2 separate regions of the Danio rerio genome follow, and region 1 is linked to region 2. Evidence: chromatin contacts called from public Micro-C data. All regions are on one chromosome and are shown on one strand. The core of a region is the stretch at or near the end of the contact, and the rest is flanking DNA. Distances in the headings are between cores, read along the strand shown.

Region 1 (6,239 bases), core at 740-3,239, 74 kb before region 2:
ATGAAGGTAGCAAATTTTGACTCTCTTGCTGCCAAAGCTGTAAACACACAGTAAAAGGCATTATAAATGTGGAGTTTTAGGGTGCACAAATGAACACTGCAGTCTCCATAGACTGAGCCCTTTTCTGAGATACTTCTTTTAACATTTTGAGTTCTGTTTTTTAAAATCTGCCATTATGCTGACACACAGGCATTTGTAGCTCTGCCCTATTTTGAAATGAGCACAATCTTAAACTAAATTTTAAGCAACAGTCACCAAAACAGCACAATTGGGATCAAAGCCTAAAAGGGACAATTTCAAATAGTTGCATCAGAGACTTATTTTACATCTTGTTAAAAGGGTAATAATAGGTGCCCATTAAAGGAATAGTTCACTCAAAAAAAAAATATTCCAAAACTTTGAGACCATTGTTTGTCTTTAGAACACAAATTAAGATATTTTAGATAAAATTTGAGAGCATCCCCATCTTCCTTTAAGACAGTCCAGAGATTTTCAAAGTCTAGAAAATATTAATAAACATCCTCAAAACAGACCATTGTTCAATAGGAATATTATCACGCTACAAAAATACTTTTGTGCTCACAACAAACCAATAAATGACTAATAATGTTCTTTTTATTCATGTCATACTCTATTGAATTGCTGACATATTACCCTGGATGCAGCTATTCTTTGTTACAAACAGAGGAATTTGCACTCAAGTGTTCAGGAGGAAGGGTTAAATACATCAGTGCTCATAAACACCTGCCCTATACATGACACTGAAGAGAATAAACTGTTGAAGAAAGCCGTTAATTTTGGTTTATGTGTAAACAATACATATTTTTGTAGCTTCATAATATTCAGACTATGAAGGCATATGGGGTTACCAAACTTGTTCCTGGAGGGTCGTTGTCCTGTACAGTTTTGTTCCAAACACACCTGAACAAGCTAGAGAAGGTTTTAGGTTTATTTGAAATTTCCAGACAGGTGTGTTGAGGCAAGTTGGAAATAAACTCTGCATGGTTGGTTTTGAGGATGCTTGATACCTTTATGGACTTTGACCGAGTAGGGATTATTTAATTTGTGTCCCTAATAAGAATGATAGTCTCCGTGGTTTGGCTGTGGTTTTTGAAAGAACTAACCATTTAATAATTTGTAAATTTGCTTCTGAAAAGTGAAGTAACTTTGTTCACAATGAAATTTGACCAGTCGTTTCCTTTATTTTTGTCCCACCAATATAAAAAATAGCCAGAACTAAATGCCACCAATAAAACCACAAACAAAAATCCTGAAATCAGGCGAAAAAAAAATTTATTATAACAAACTGATCTGTTTAAATCAGTTCTCATTTTCCACTTGTCAGTTGCTTAATTAATTTTAATGTAAAATTTTAAAAGAACATAGGCCTACTTGTTGCTAGACAAAGTTTTCTCTCCTTTCTTGAGTTTCACACACATATTTCTTTGGAAGTCTGTATTATTTATAATTACAATAATACACAAAACTTAAAAAATTAAGAACTTGATGAAGTGGAATGCACTTCAGAACTCCACAGAGAGGATTTCCTGATTCGAAGTGCTCATTTAAGTTCACATATAGGTCTAAAATCAAAGTGGAACTCATCCAAAGCTGATTTTGAGTCAGCAAAATAGAGTTAAGGGAAATGTATAAGTAAGTGGAATGCATCCTGTATGAACAATAGACTAAATAACCCAGTTTCATGACCCAAAAACTTTTAACTCAAGTTTAAAAACACAACCCTGCATTTTTCACTTTTTTTTTTTTTTTTTTTTTTTGTAGTCAGAAGTTTTGAATGTTTGCCAGGGTGTTGCAATGCTTTTTCTGAAATACTGTTGACATCAATTCTTAGTGTGTTGGGATTCCTCATTGAATTCCTCTCAGATATTGTCGATCTGAAGCCAGAAAACATGGAGGACATGAGTGAAGTGATCACCGTGGCAGAGTTTCACCCTCACCACTGCCACCTTCTGGCCTTCAGCAGCAGCACAGGAACTACACGCCTCTGTGACATGAGAGCCCGCGCACTCTGCGACCAACACGCCAAACGTAAGCCACACATCTGCATTAAATACCAGATGGTACAGCCAAGTAGGACATTTTCATGGGTGAACATAATCTGTCGGTCTTGAAACAACATCCCTGTCAACCATAACCTATAACTTCCACAGGGAAAAACCAGAGGAAATTCCCTCATTCCTAAACCTAGCATGAAAATTAGACTGGGTTGACTGAAATGTTGTTCCAAGACAGCCCTGCTGAAAAAAGAGGGGTCATTATGGAATTTGTAATGGTTTAAACGGATATAATGGAATTTGTTTTTATTAAAACTGTAATGGTTTGGGTCTCCACCATAGACTGTAAAAGTTCTCCACTCGTCATTTTTGCCTTACAGTTCGCTTAAAAACAAAATGGTGTTAAAGTTTAAAACCAGTGTTGGGTAAAGTAAATACAGTATTTTACAATATTGAGTCAGCTTTTTTATATAATATAAAAATATTATAAAAGTGAATGTGTTTGTGTATGTTTATATGTGCTGTTAGTGTTTGAAGAGGCGGTGGATCCGACTCGCCGGTCGTTCTTCTCAGAGATTGTTTCCTCGGTGTCAGATGTCAAGTTCAGTCACAGCGGCCGGTACCTGCTCACCAGAGATTACCTCACCGTTAAAGTCTGGGACCTCAACATGGAAAATAAACCGGTGGAAGTATACCAGGTAGCCTATCTCGCATGCTCCCTTACTTGCACACACAAAAATTCACAGTGTTTAAGTTTGAAGGGATTCAAGCCTCACTAATATAAAAATAAATGTACTTTGTGTTCAGACATTTGTAATACTAACGTTACCACTGGTTTTAAATTTTTAGGTAAAAAAATGTAAGTGTGATAAGATAAAGACAGTCAAAAAAGTTTTTTTTTAAATATTACTGTCTAAAATGTTATAAAATAAATTAAAGTTAAAGGTTAAAATTATCTAAACTTACTAATGTATTTTCATCTAAGATTAAATTATATTTAGCATGAATTAGCATATTTCTCTTATATTGAATTGGATTAAAATGAAAAACTTTTAAAAGTTTAGTTAGCCATTTCAGTCGAAACAAATGTTAAAAAATAATTAAATACATAATAAAAACAAATGTACCATTTGTTTGGCAATTACTTAAAATTTTTATTTTATAATCAAAATAGATGCGTATGGTTATATAGCCTTTCCCATAAAACGAAAATGCTCAGTTTCTTCTAATTTACAATTTATAGTTGTTTCTGAGTAAAACATTATTTTTAGTTTTATTCAGTTTTATTTTGCATTCAAATGGTCCATGTTTATTTTATTTATATTCAAATTTAACTACAGAAGAGTTAAGATGTCAAGCTTTAGTGGAGTAACCCTGATTTGCAATCACAACTTCACCTGAAGTGAAATCTAAATGTTCTCTAATAATGAATTAAAGTATAAATATAAACTTAAAAAATAGTTGACTAAAGAAAATCAAATAAATAAATAAAAATCATATATATTTTAATTTAAATGAAGTTTATTCCTAAACTAATTTCCAGAGGACCACATGCTTATGATTGCTTGCAGCCGGTCCCGCATTATTCAATTTATGATTCACCAATCAGACGATTCCTAAGCCACTGTAAATACGCCTAATTTCCATAGGCATCTTCGTTTTAAAGAATCCCCTTCTTCCACCCCTACTCCTTCTCCTTTTGTAGATGTGTGGCACAGCAGCCCAGTGGTTAGCACTGTTGCCTCACAGCAAGAACGTCACTGGTTCTAGCCCTTACCAAGCCAGCCGACGTTTCTGTGCAGAGTTTGCACATTCTCCCCATCCTCATGTGGGTTTCCCCCGGGTTCCCCGGTTTCCTCCCACTGTCCAAAAACATGCAACCTAAGATAATTGACTAATCCAAATCGGCACCATAGACATGCTCCTATATATATATATACAGCTTTGTTTAAAAAGACACTTGAAAATGTTGTTTCTCTTGGTTTACAATTTATAGTAGGTTCTAAGTAAAACATTATTTTTGTTTTATTCTAAAACTTTTTTTGTATAAAAAGTTTTGATGTTTATATTATTTATATTTAACTTTAACTTTAGAAGAGCTTCAAAGTCAATATTTAGTGGAATAACTAAGAAAAACATTTGTCATTCTGAGCAGCTGTAGTTTTCTGGAAGAAATGACAATTATTAATAATAATTATTTATTCTAATATGGAAGAAATGTAATGTTAATAAAAACAAATATTAACATTACTTATCATTAACATTAGCATACCTAATAATTCATTAAGATTGAGTAATTTACTTAATTCAAGAGTGCCCAAACTTGGACTCCTGGACGGCCGGTGTCCTGCAGAGTTTAACTTCCAACTTTCTTCAACACACCTGCCTGGAAGTTTCTAGTATACATTGAAAGAGCTTTATTAGCTGATTCAGGTGTCTCTAATTGGGGTTGGAACTACACTTTGCAAGTTTGTGCACCTCTGACTTGTTTTTAATGTTTGTTTGGTTTTTTTGAGTTTTCAGTCTTTTTCTGTCACATCTTTGCTTCTTGCTTTCAGGTCCACGACTACTTGCGAACCAAACTGTGCTCTTTATATGAAAGCGATTGTATTTTTGACAAGTTTGAATGTGCCTGGAACGGAACAGACAGGTGAGGCCATAACCCTTGCAACATCACCTTTGACCTCTGAAATGCATACTGGAGCGGATCCAGCTGCTCTGCATATGTTCTTTCTCAATCCTTCTCTTCCTGTGCAGCGTGATAATGACAGGGGCTTACAACAACTACTTCCGAATGTTTGACCGGGCGAGTCGACGTGACGTCACTCTGGAGGCCAGTCGGGAGGTTTGTAAGAGACGGGCGGTTCTGCAGCCGCGCCGGGTCTGTGTGGGCAAAAAACGAAAAGAGACTGACGTCAGCGTGGACAGTCTGGACTTCAGGAAGAAAATCCTCCACACCGCCTGGCATCCCAAAGAAAACATCATCGCCATCGCTGCCAGCAACAACCTCTACATTTTTCAAGACAGACTGACACCCAACGGACATCATAATACGCCCGAAATACAAAGTGCACCTCCCAAATGACGATCCTTCTGTAAAAGTTACAGATTTCTTGCCCTTTATTGTCAGTTTGGATCTGAAAATCAGTGTCTGCCGCATCTCATAAACTATTATGTACACGTATAACCCCAACAGTTGAATATCGCATACGTATAACTGTGGTCCTGAACGAGAACGTATCTCTCAGATTCAGTGCTATAGCATGGCATGCAGTATGAACACTCGGGTTAGATAATGTTCAGCTTCCCCGAATCATTCAGATCGCACATGCATGTTTACAAAGCTGTTTGCTCATAAACAGGGCTTATTTATGACGATTGTATACAAATCAGAGCCTTTACAATGCTTTACGACGCTCTGCAGTGCTTGTGTAGAATTAAGTGTCTCTTCGTTCTTCTCAGGCTTGAGTTTTCTTCGGTTTTCTTTGGTTTGACAAACTGCTCAGGGACTCTCAAAGGCCTCTTCCTATGTTCAATGGCAAAACGCACCAAAACGAAATCCAGAACAAGCAGAGGACAGGATGCGGGAATTATGGAGGTCTGCTGAGAGACATTGCTGGAAGGAAAACAGCATGTGCAGGGATCAGTTTCAATGCTGAGTCATCACCGCTCCCACCTCAATGTGTAACAGAGCATTCCCAATTGAATGCTTTTGACCATGTACTTACAGGAGTTTGCTGACTGGTGCAACGATGATTTGTTTTAAAGATGTAGCTCAGCCAAAACATGAGAATGAAATTCTCACCCTTGTGCCATTCCAAATACATTTCATTTTCTTCCTTTTGTGGAACACAAAAAGAGAATATTAGCTGAATGTTCACGCTGCTCTTTTCCACACAATGAAAACATACTGAAGTTCTTCAGGATGAGTCATTGTGCTTTAAAACTGGAGAAGTTATTAGGACTAAACGAATGCCATTAATTTCATTTAACCTAATTATCCGCTTGTTAAGTGTGACGTCATGGGAGCGGTTTCTGGATTCAAGTGCTCTATCAAACTGTATGGGGAGACTTATTAAATGGTAATAATAAACGTTTATAAAGCGATGCTTAATATCCAATAGCCAGAAAGAGATACATTTTTTATAAATTATTAAAAATTTGTTATGTATGAAGCAGCAATTCCAGAGACTGGTGTGTACACCATGAGTTTATATAAAATTC
Region 2 (6,298 bases), core at 2,044-4,543:
TGGTTCATTGCTTCTAACACTTTAACAATTATTCAATAAATCCTATAGAAGAAAATTAATCATCACTTCATAATGAATAAAAAAATATATATTTTCCATATAGTTTGAATAAGAGGAATGGAATGTGCATGTGTGCTTGAGTTGTGTTGCTTCACTTCCATTCATAAATTCTCTCCTGTGGCCTCATGGGATAGTAAAGTGTCCACTGAATGTGCACTTAAGAATCTCAGCTCAAGTAGATTATAGAAATACATTATGAATTTGAACATTCTGCATTTACTGGTTCTCATAGGGAAGTATGCAATTTCAGCCACATAAAAGCATTAATGCATTACAAAATGCATACAGGAAGTGACACAGAAGTTCAGAGGACGACCACTTCTTCTGTACTTTGAAGTAAGCTTATAGTTTAAAACAAACAATATTGTAGTTAAAAGAAGTATGTTGCACTTGTCACTTTTTTGTTTCAGAAATCAGGTTTCCACTATTGTGGCAATTATTTTTTAAACATAAGCATTTGGTTAACTGAATTATACTCAGAAATGGTGTAAATGGTGAGAGAATCATCATTTTGTTTTAGATCTCTGGATAACAGAAAAATAAAAATTCTGTCATTATTTACTCAGCCTACACATGTTCCAAAACTGTCAAGTTCATTTCTTCTGTTTAAAAGGTGAAGAATTAAATAATGTTGGAAACAGTTAGCCATTGACTTCCATAGTAGCTTATTGTTTTTAAATTTGTTCTGATATGTACATCAACAGCTACCGGTTTCCATCTTCTTTTGTATTCAATAGGAAACAACTCTTAAAAAGGTTTGGAAACAGTTGAGGGTCACAAAGAGTTAATTTAGTTCACCCCAAAAAGAAAATATAATCTCTATTCAGATATTTTAAGTGAAATACAAGTGCTCCTTTACCCTCCATAGACAGCATTGTTTCTGACTTGTTAAAAAAATTTAAAATACTCAAAACAGACCATTTACCTTCAGTGATTTGATCAGAATATCATCAAGCTACTACAATGCACACCTGAATCAAAAACAACAACTCTTCTCCTCAAAATCATTATGGATGTGCATTTACGGGTCCTATTCATTGACAAAAACACTGGCATTCCGCTGGCATTTCCAGTTGTTTAAAATCAGTATTTGTGCGCATATACGTATTATCAGCTTGTTAATTTACCTATTGAATTACTGAAGTCATGTGATCTATTTTTTGAGGGTGCTTTATTTGGGTATTTTTCTGGAATTTAAATGAGTCTGGAAACTTGGAGCTCTCATCCCCTAAATTATCTTAAACTCCCCAAGAAATCAAAACTAACTATATGATTTGGTTAGCTCACATTGCCAGTTTTGTGGTGAACAATTCATCTGTGCATGTCATTAAAAAAATGTTTGCCCTTCTAATCTTTAATTGAAATCAGAAAACTTCCTGTTAGTTTTCAGTTAAATTCTCAGATTACGTGAGTTTGAGGTAAAGGGCGTGGCCAACCTATACTTAAAACTGCTGCAACTGCTGGTTTTGACAGCAAACAGAAAGGGTGAGCAGGAGGTGTATGTTAGGTTGTAATAACTCTTCTAAAACCCCTTTCCCAATCTTTCTAAATGAAACGCCTATTTTACTACATTCATTCAGCCTCTGGTAGAACAAACCCACTGTTTGCTCTTTTAAAATTCCATATAATAATTTATCGATAAACACACACCATCTGCTCTCTATCTGTGAGAATTTTGCATGCTCAAACTCTAGTGTGATCGCAGTTTCAGATGCGAAAAACATTTGGTATACAGTTAAAGGTGACACGAATACACATAAATTAGGGAAATTTAATCACCAAAAAAAGTGAGTATATCGAGGGTATACGCAATTATTGATCCTTTAAAGTCGTAATACCCAAACAGTGGTAAAAAAGTAAGCATATGGAGTATACATGCGTATAGCCCTGACTACACCATTGGTTCCAACCCAACTCCAACATACTTAAGTTGCGATCACACTGCACTTTTCTCCCTATAGACATCCATTCATACGCACAAGAATGCGTCACATTGAAAACGCAGATTGCTGCGTTGAAAAGATCAAACTTGGAGTACAAAATCGCATCACATAATTGCGTGAGATCGAAAATCCAAAAATGACCTCTTCGGACAGGAATTTAAAACATGGACCTATCACTTGTTTTTTTTTTTTTAATGTATAATCATCTTGTTTAATCCCGCCCCTCTTGCAGCGACATATAACAGGATTTCACATGCTCAAACTCTAGTGTGACTGTTACCTGTAGATTTCAAACAAGCCTGAAGGACTCGGTTAGTTTGATCATGTGTGTTTAATAGACCCTTTTCACACTTCTGGCTTTCTCAGTAGTGGAAGGCATCATGGTTGGGTAAACTTAGAGCGCAGTGAATGGGAGAGTACAACAAAAACATCTTTTACAATCCTATTTGCTGAAATATAAAAAACTCCATGGTGGTGTTATCACGACTTTCAGAAATAGGGGGAAAAAATTGTGTGAGACTGATGATGGCAGCCAGAGGAGACAATAACATCAAATTTACTCTAAGCCCTACAGACGCTACAAACACCTCGCTTTAGAGGTAATTGGTTTTAATGTAATTTGACGCAAAGTTGATCTAATACATTCATAAATGCATATAAATGTTTACGTGTTTTTTAAAAATCTAAATATTAAAAACTTTCAGGGATTTAAGTTTATGATGACTGCTAAACGTGTTAAACAATGACCCTTAAGTTAAATGTCTTTTAAAAGGAGTCCATTAGGGTTGGAACTAGTTCAGTAAAGTTAGCAACGAATCTGTGAATCTGTTGCTACCTTTGCTGAACTGTTGGAACTTAACGTTAACTGTGCAGAATAGAGGTAAAGTTGGTTTTATATTCGCATATTCGTTCATTTAGAAGTCTCTTTCTTGTTTACCATGTTACTTTGAATATTCGATCGGAATTAGCATGCAAGTATGACTTCTAAACAACATTAACACTATGTAATTCACTGTGAACAATGTTGTACTTTAACGATCATTTACTGCTAATATGATTTCGCTATTTACAATTTTCAAATAATATTTTTCTGGAATTATATTATTCAGGAGAATGTCTGAATATCCGAATATAAAACCAACTTTACCTCTATCTGTGCAGCTGAGGCGATCCACAAACTGATTTTGACAGCTGTGCCTTAAATAATGGGTACATTTTTATTTTTGGCTGAATTATCTTTTTGATCCTAAAAACACAAGCATTCACCGCCACACTAGGAGGCGGTAACAAACAGTTCTAACCTCGCTGCCGCGGCGAAGACCAAATCCGGGAAGAAGACGAACAAACGCTCCACAGTTTCCCCAAAGCAAGATGGCGGTGCAAGAGACAGCAGCTCAACTCTCTATGGCCCTAAAGGTGCAAGAATACCCAACTTTAAAGGTCTGTCAAGCGTTTCCTCTCCATAATCTAATCACGCAACTAAACAGATTCCGTGTGCGTTGTTTGACCTCAATAACAGGGCATCAAACTGAGATTATCCATCAAATTAAAACTGTGTCTGCATTTAGACAGTTAACTGGTTAGCTCTGGGGCTAGATAACTTAGCAAAACAAGTCCCACACAAACCGATCTAACCGGAGTGATCGCAAATATTCCAGCAGTGACATCGCATGTTCAGTTATAAATTGCGTCGACAGCTGTGTTAAAGGGGTAAATGAGTCGATTAATGTCAGTCTGGCCCATGTCATTCTTGCGTTCCGACAGTGTTGTGTTAATAGACGCTGTTTTATCCCATCACAGGTTTGTCCACTAGTGTAACCAGCGAGCAATGCAGTTCAAGGCAGATTGACGATAATCATTAGCGAGGTTGGATAGTGAGTGACACGAATAATATCGGATGTACTGATGCTTCATAATCGACTGCTGTTCAGTCTCATGTGTGCGTTTGATTGCTATTTGGCGGCTGTCATCTAAAGCTATGATTTTCCGTGGCTTTAGATGAATGCTGGAGGGATATACACATGCCAATGGTGACCAGAGATCGGTATGCATGCGATTTATGCACCATATTAGGATCACATTGTATCATGTTGTGTTGGTCGTTTGCGGGCTTAACAACCAGGTGTAGATTGTCGATGAGGAGCTTATTATTTACGGTAATGGGTGGGATACAGCACCTTTGTTCTCTGCGTCAGAGGTTTTTTTCACGATTGATAGCGTCGTTATGGATGAATCCTCACGTTAACCGGTTCTTTTGACTGATTGATGATGCATTGAGTGCTTTGTGACGTGATTAGTTCATGGATCTCATGTAATTTGACGCCTGTTTATGTAAACGCACACTGAATGTCAATAATATATGGTCTTCACTGCTGTGTCAAGGGCATGTTGCATCTAAGCTTGTCTTGCAGCATTGGGAATGATTTCCAGTACATTCTTGATCATTGCATCATGATCTAACCATATATACCAGTCGCTATTTTGGTGCAGAACCAGAAGCCACATTGGTTGAGGAAGTGTAATGAAAATATGTGGAACAGCTCTTTCATAAAAGAGACTGGTTGGTGTAATGTTTTAGAGGTAGATGAATCATTACAATTGATATTTGTTCATATTTACAAATTATATAATGGTGTACAATCGAAAAGGAATACATTCCTTTTATGACATTTAATTTTTACTAGTGTATGTCACAAATGAATGGTGGTTGCTGCCTAATAATGAAATAAACAGATGTCTTAAAGAGTTCACCTAAAAACGAACTACCTATGAATATGTATAACCCTGATATCATTTCCTCTTCTTTAAAAAAAGTAATTGGCAGTGAATAGCAACCAGCATTACAGGGCTAGTTTACTCAAAAATTACATTTTGTTATTAAATTCTCACCCTTATGTCATTTACAATTTCCTTTATTTTGTCTCCAGAACACAGTTTAAGATTTTTAGAGGATATCTGAGAGCTCCCTCATCCTCCATAGATGGCAACATTCACATTCTGACTGAAGTTAGATGGAATGTTTCGAAAATGTTTTGGTTCCTTTTTTTTGAACTTTGAATGTCTCAGGTCTGTTGCAGTCTGTAGAAAGAGCTCTCAGATTTCATTATAAATGTCTTGTGGCCTGCCCTGAGCCATATGGTATAGGGTTGTCATGATACTGGAATTCGGTACCAATCGATACTGAAATTTTAAAAACATCAATTTCCTGCAAACATTTGTGCACTGTTGAGCACATTCTTAAACACTGCTGATTTGCCATTGTATTCACTAACTCAACAGAAAAAACTGTGATTATTACACTAAGTAAACAGCAATGAATTTGGTGAACTAATGACCTTCACGGCCAATCACAGTCGTTTCTTTTGAGCATGTGAACACAATGGCGAATCAGCGCTGTGCTCAACAGCGCTCAAATGTTTGCGGGAAATGGACTTTTTTTTTTTATTTCTGTACAAATTGGTACCAAATTCTAGAATCGTGACAATCCTATGGTATGGTGTGGTAGAGTATCGTACTTTTTTTTTGGCCCATTTCACTGTCTAAGGAACCAAAAAAGCAGACCGTACCACTTTTTGGGTAAAGAGCAATTCCAGCGTTATGAATGTGACATTTGTAGTAAAAATTCAAAGCAAAAACTCACAGAGAAAGAATATGTTAACATTATATTGAAACATTAGTTTATATTTCCTAGAACAACTAACCACAAAGTCAAGTCATCCGAAAATATTAATCTTTAAACATTTTTAATATTTTAAATGAGAGAAGTAAACATGCGTTATGTACGTGACCAAAAAGTATCCAAGTTTATAGTATACAACATACTTGGTAAAAATTCTATGAATTAAAGTGCACAACCCAAAATAAAGAATGCTAATCAAAAGGATAACTATAGAACAGCTCACTATAGCTTACTATTGTTAGCTCACTATAGAACAAACAAGATTGGTTTTATTTTATTTGACATTTCCATTAATGAGGAAAAAACTTCGTTATGGATGTTACATTTCTCTGTTATGGATGTGACAGATGTGAAATTGCCACTTGTGTGACTTTGGTAAACCAAATCTAATGGTTTGAAAACATTGACAGAGGCATTTTTGAGTATTTATAAAGTGCTGTAAAATACTTGCTTACACAAAAAAACCTAGAAACAGTTTCGCTACTTTGTTGAAAACTTTGTTGGAAATTTTTTTTTTTTTCATAGCAAAGTTGACATTTGCATGGGATTGCTCTACAACAAAATGGTACAAAAAGGGGTGGAGCTAGACGTACAGCTTAAAGAGCCCATATTATAC

Evidence for each region. A called contact is a pair of places that touch in the nucleus more often than the background predicts.
Region 1: a Micro-C map of caudal fin shows a contact between it and region 2, with 2.7 times the contacts expected there. The contact joins the enhancer-like site here to the promoter of maea in region 2. A contact is called at or near these places in 2 of 18 Hi-C or Micro-C datasets (caudal fin and embryo).

What each region holds. Positions count from the first base shown.
Region 1 is chr14:25,517,576-25,523,814 of GRCz12tu, reverse strand. ppp2r2cb (protein phosphatase 2, regulatory subunit B, gamma b) reads left to right here. Exons shown (of 10, transcript XM_021481149.3): 7 at 1,885-2,049; 8 at 2,544-2,713; 9 at 4,574-4,665; 10 at 4,773-6,239. The coding sequence ends at 5,100. It also overlaps a transcript of aldob not described here. Among named protein-coding and RNA genes, the nearest start is that of ppp2r2cb, 12 kb to the left of the region's middle. Within about 2 kb of position 1,989, at least 10 of the 62 cell types and tissues checked have an H3K27ac peak or open chromatin away from gene starts, as enhancers often do. A contact at or near this core is called in caudal fin, where this site is marked.
Region 2 is chr14:25,445,310-25,451,607 of GRCz12tu, reverse strand. maea (macrophage erythroblast attacher, E3 ubiquitin ligase) reads left to right here and starts at 3,293. Exons shown (of 9, transcript NM_199549.2): 1 at 3,293-3,443. The coding sequence starts at 3,375. It also overlaps a transcript of aldob not described here.